Linked DNA regions of Ovis aries: region 1 is linked to region 2. Evidence: chromatin contacts called from public Hi-C data. All regions are on one chromosome and are shown on one strand. Each heading gives the region's core, a stretch centred on a gene start, on an enhancer-like site or on the middle of the called end of the contact. The rest is flanking DNA. Distances are from core to core; before and after follow the strand shown.

Evidence for each region. A called contact is a pair of places that touch in the nucleus more often than the background predicts.
Region 1: a Hi-C map of tail adipose tissue shows a contact between it and region 2, with 4 times the contacts expected there. The contact joins the promoter of EXOC7 here to the promoter of SPHK1 in region 2. A contact is called at or near these places in 4 of 16 Hi-C or Micro-C datasets (hypothalamus, skin fibroblasts and tail adipose tissue).

Annotation. Positions count from the first base shown.
Region 1 is chr11:54,905,160-54,907,909 of ARS-UI_Ramb_v3.0, forward strand. EXOC7 (exocyst complex component 7) reads left to right here and starts at 1,257. Exons shown (of 19, transcript XR_009595635.1): 1 at 1,257-1,382; 2 at 1,570-1,635.
Region 2 is chr11:54,695,525-54,698,497 of ARS-UI_Ramb_v3.0, forward strand. SPHK1 (sphingosine kinase 1) reads right to left here and starts at 1,299. Exons shown (of 6, transcript XM_027974125.3): 1 at 36-1,299. The coding sequence starts at 99.

The DNA of each region.
Region 1 (2,750 bases), core at 7-2,506, 210 kb after region 2:
TGGCCCCTGGGAGAGCCTTGGGAGCCCTATAACTTGATGCCCCCCAAACCTTCTCACCCACCAGCATATGCTTCACTGTCTGTCTTCCTGTATCTGGATGCCTCAACAAAGCTGTGCAGCCACTTACCACCCCAGGGTGAGACCAGAGGCAGGGTGAGCCTCTGCAATGGAGGAGGGAGTAATACTAGGTTTTGCAGGAGCTGTGTCTGTGGTGAATCTAGAACATTCATCCCTGCAGGAACCCTGACCCAGGGCCACCTCCCCACCCCTGGCTGGCCCCTAATTAGAGGAGACTCTGGGCAAAGGAGCTGAGATATTTTGGCCTCTTGCAGGAGGGTCCCTACCAGCCCTCCAGGCCTTTCTGATGTCCTCAGCGGCCCTATGAGAAACGCTCCCCTTGTGTCTGAGCACCAGCAGATAGGCCTCAGCGTCTCCATCACTGAGAACACCACCTGGGTTCTAACCCCTCGGACAGGTCTGGACTTTTTCAGCCTTCCCCTTGCACTGTTTCCAGACCTGGGCAAATACACCGCTGAAGCCACTCGCTACCCGCGGCCTGGCCCTCACCCCCAGCAAATAAAACCATGTCTCTCTTTCCAAAACAGACACCTTAGTGTGGCGCTTGGAGCTTCTCTCTGGTCCCATCCCAGTCCCCGGGATGAGTGCTCCCAGAACCCCTCCTACCCCAGGAATTTGGCCGAGCCCCTCACAAGTCGGGATTGTAGTTATGGATGCCTCTGGGGCCATGGGCGACCATTCTTTGCCCGGGCCAGGGCTTGCACACAGGGCGCATTCCGTGAGAGCTTTTAGGGCCGAAGGGGGACACGACTACATAGGTCCCTCGGTCATTAAATGAGCACACATTAGGCGCCTGCTGTGTGACAAGCTCTGTGCTGTGCTTTGCGGGGGAACACCTCATCTGTGCCTGGATCCAGACAAACGAATTTGTTATTAATCTTTGTGAAAAGAGTCAGCCTTCCCACGAAGACGGCAAGTGAGCTGTAACTGTTGTGCCAGCTGCGGGACAAAACACCCCTAGAGAACCTTCTCTGATGAGTGCGGCAACACGCATCAAGGTGAAACCCGGTGCACCTCCCCGCCACACCCAAGATGGCCACCTGCCGGGTTCCCCTGTCCCTGAGTTCCACGCAGGCGCACTTCCGCCTGCCACTCCCAACATGGCGGCAAACGGGCCCCCGGGAGGGGGCCACGGGCGGAAGTGGGTGTGACAGGGACGGGAGCCGAGAGGGCTCTCTGAAGCCAGACGCTGGGCTGTGGGAGCCGCTCGGCTGTGGGAGCCGCTCGCAGGGAGGGTCGAAGTCATGATTCCCCCGCAGGAGGCGTCCGCCCGGCGGCGGGAGATCGAGGACAAGCTGAAGCAGGTGGGGCTGGGGAGGCGGGGGAGGAGGTGAGGGAAGGGGCCGAGATCCGGGCCGGGCGTCCACTCAGGGAGGGGAGGTAGCAGGAGTGGAGGGGGCCGGGTACCAGGCAATAGGGTCCGGGCGAGGCTGTGGAGCCGGGATGCGGTGGTCTCTGGCTTCTGCTGATGTCCTCCCCTCCCCCTCGCAGGAGGAGGAGACGCTGTCCTTCATCCGAGACAGCCTGGAGAAGAGCGACCAGCTCACCAAGAACATGGTGAGTAACCCCTCGCTGGGAGGGCCTCCAGACGCTGCGACCCAGGGGTTTGGTACCTAAAGCCTGAGGCTTCTGGCCTGGGTGGTGATGGGTGGTAACGTCTGGGTTTCTCTAGCAACAGTGTTACACTTCTTACACCCTTGCCCGCCACTTCGCTGAGGATGCGGCAGCCTCCCCACATTTCTGCTTTCTGCCTAAGTTCTCCATTCTTCTTTCTCTCCTTCCGCAAACATTTAGTGAGACTGACTTAAGTGGGCTGGGTACTGGCCATGGGTCACCCTTAGTTTAAGTGCGGGTATCACGGGTGGGGTTACCACTTCTGAGATTACTGAGGGCAGGAGACTCAGCCGTCACTCTGGAGAGCTGGAGGGGTAAAATGAATCAGAAATCAGATAGATGCGGGATCTAGCCCTTGCCCCTCCACTTATGTGTGTGTGGCTCCTGACAGGTAACGCTGAGCCTCAGTTACCTCCTCTGCTAAAATAGACGATGCCAATCTCCATTGTAGCTGTGAAGGTCATAGAAGCTAATGCATGGAAATGCCTCTTGCACAGTATCTGGTATACAATAGGTACTCAATAAACATGAACTTCCTTTCTTATTCTGAAAAGAGCCTGGAAAACCCAAACTGAGTAGTAGATAGAAAGGTGGGTATGTATTCAGTAACACAGTCATCAGGTGCTAGTCCTTACTTAATGAGATTTAGCCTTAGAGAGAGGGGGTTTGAAGGTACCAGGAATGCTGGTATAGAGTACCTTGAGGCTACTCTATATGAAAGTAGTTCCTGTTCAGTCTAGGAAAGCATCAGGGAGAACATAAGTTGAGATCTGGCTTTAAAGGGTGGAAGGGAAGCCATCCTGAGGTGATTTTCTGAGAAGTTAATGTAATGGTTGCCTCGCCTTCAAATCAAACTTCAGCCAATTTATTTGGGCCACCTCCGATCTGCCAGGCATGTGGTAGATCCTGGGGATACAGTGGGGAATAAGTATACCCTGTCCCTCTCCTCTTGGAGCCTACTGTCTAGAAAACCAGAGAAAAGGCAGCAAATGCGAAGACCTGGCAAGGGGCAGAAGCAGTGCTGGGACAACCCTGAGGCCTGAGAGCACGGGGCTTCC
Region 2 (2,973 bases), core at 49-2,548:
CAGCGAGCGCTCCAGGCCCCGCGCCCCTCACCCACCTGAAAGGACCTTGGCGGTGTAAACAGGCCTAGGCGACCCCATTTGGATTGGGGAGCCAAGCATGGGGGCGTGTCCTCCGTCGCCCCCGCTGGCTCAGCGGGGAGCTGCAAACTGGCCCGGGCCTCGGGTGTCAACGGGGTGTGATAAACACATCACCGGCAAGTAAGTGTCCGACCTGAAAGTGTCCACGACCCGCTCGAGTAGGCTCCCTGTGCCGGAGGGGTGGGGGGGGGGGTGGGTAGTGTGTGGCGACCCAGAGGAGGAAGTTGCCAAGGTCAAGTTACCAAGTTTCTAACTCTCTAACCAAAATTAGAAAAGAGCAAACCGCTGTAGGAGGCTTAGCTGGTGCAGGCCGGGGCTGCAGGGTGCTCACGCGCCCACACCTGCCCCCACCCGACACCCATTCGCAGACGTCTCGCTTCCCATCGCCCCTGAAAGTCGAGAAGAGGCAGGTCTCGGCACGACTCCGAGGTACCCCTTTGCGAGAGAACCCAGGCGGCCCTGTTCCCCAACACCTGGCGGGGCGGGGCCCCGGGTAGGGGAGAGGCTCAGGTTGGGACGCGTGGGTCCCAGGGCCGTTGGCCTGGCACACGGCCGGGTGGTGGCCACCTCCGCCCTGCGCAGCTCTGGGGGCTCTCCTGGCTGTGTCGTGAGTGTCCCGAGCGCGTTCCGGGAAGGTGACTCAGCGATGCTTTCACGGGTCGAGAAACTGCGAAACTAAGAACCCGAGCGGGGAGCGGGGCGGGGCGTCATCACCCTCTAGTAGCGCCGCGACCGGAGTCCACCGAGGTCTGATCTTGAACCTCCAGGCTCCCCACCCCCCGGCCAGGAATCCGGCGCCAGGAGCCGAGCGCCGCGCTGCAGCCGCAGTGCCGCGGTCACGCGACGCGGGGACGCCAGCGCCGGCGGGAGGAGGGGGCTCCTTGCGGGAGCCCGGGCTGGATCCCTCGGCTCTCCTCTTCCCCTCCTCCCTCGCCTGCCTGCTCCTCCAGCCAGGACTACGGTCAAAGTCAGGGCTTTGGGCGCCTGGAAGACCCAGGACGCGGCGTGATGCTCCCGGGGATCTCGGATCTTGGAGGGGGGCGGCCTCCCTCTTCTCCCCGCGAGCGCTTCCATCAGTCCTGAGAAGCCGCTGCTTAAACCTCGGAGTCTGGTGGGACTCAGGCCCGGGAAGCGAGGACGTGGCCGTGCACGAGCCTAGTGAGAAAGCCCACCTGCCGCAGGGTCCCTACGCCTCCCTAGCTGGAGCCCCCGGGGTCGTGCGGCCGCGCGGGGGCGGGGTTAACTGGAAACCCAGCGGCGAGGGAGGCGGGGCGGCCTGCTGGGCTGTTATCCGGCCTCCGAGAGCCCAGTGGGAGGGAGGTGAAGGGCAGAGCCCTCTGGCCCCGGTTCCAATCCGCACAAAGGCTCCTCTGTCCTCCCGGCCGCCTCTCCCCAGCCCCCGTCCCCACCCCCAAGGTCCCTGCTCTGCCCGCTTCATTCTCGTCTGTCACCTCCTCCCTCCGGCCTCCCTCCCTCCCGGCCCGCCCCACCCCCAGCCCCTCTCTAAAGAGCTTTATTTCATCTCCAGAGACCCTCGTCAGTACCCATGGCCCAGGAGACCGGATTGGGCAAGAGGAAGATGCTTTTCCCCTTTTGATAACTGGGGGAAGTGAAACCCTAAGAGGTGAAGGGTCTTGCCTAGCTAAGCCACTGAACAGCTCCCTACAGAGCTGAGAAGCAAACCCAGAACCCAGCCCCCAGCCCGGGAGGCCCAGCTGACCCCAGGCTTCTAGCTGGCGTTTGAGTATCCATCCGCTCCACGTGTTGCTTGCCACAGAGCTGCCTCACCCACCCCGCTGCTCAATCGCTCTGAGAAAGAGGAAGCATCTGGAAGCCCTCTCCAGGCTTCATCCTCCAGGTTCTGATTAAGCAACTGGCTGCTGTGGCCACAGGCCTGGCATGAGGCTTGATCTGTCTCGGTCACCAACCATCAGGTACACCTGTCTCAGAGGGGAAAGAGACTGCTGTTCCAACTCCCCCAGTCACCCTCCCTCCTCCTTGAGGGCAGCCTTCCCAGAACACACCTGATCCTTTTTTGTTCTTTTTTTTTTTTTTTAGAAAAAAGCAAGTAGGCATGCACTGGGCCCAGCCCAGCTCTCTGGAAACTTGGAGCCAAGGCTGCCAGATGGCAAATGACTTGCTTTTATTAGGAGAGGTTTCCTGCCATCTCCTTGACTACCCACTCCAGTATTTATTCTTGTCTAGTGAATTCCATGGGCAGAGGAGCCTGGCGGGCGACAGCCCATGGGGTCGAAGAGAGTTGGACACGGCTCAGCAACTAACATTCATGTCTTCATTCCTGCCATCTCACCTGTTCCTGAGGTTCCAGCTCCCAGGCTGAACTGCAGGACCCGGCCGCCTGCCTTGACCTCAAGGGCTTTCTGCCTGGAAGGCTGCCAGGGCAGGGAAAGGGAGATGTCCAGCCTGACAAACTGTTTTTAAGACTGGTCTCCTGGGATGGACCCAGATGTGGTTTTCCATTCTGAAATCCCAGTGACCCTGCCACGCATTGAGGGTGGCAGGCTGTGGGTGGAGAGGTGTGCCCTGCACGGGCATGCAGGAGACCAGACTGGTCGCATGAGATTCCTGACTTGCAGGCAGTGTTCCAAGTTTCTGTCTCCGTGGTGGTTCAGCTGCTCCAGGTGTGGTGGGGTGAGCCTGGCTTTACCTCGGAGGTGGCCTCCTCCTCCTCACAGGCGTCCTTGTCGAGGCTGCCAGCCAGCGTCTCCTCTGGGTCTCTGGACTCTGCCTCCCACACACCCCGCATCTGAGCCGGCCTGCTCAGAGGGACACATCCCTTTCAGGGAAGTTCACTAACACAGCCTCCCCGAAAAGACCTCACCCCCACCACTCATTTTAGCTGCTGGTCTGGCATCTGAAGGCATCTGTGTTAGT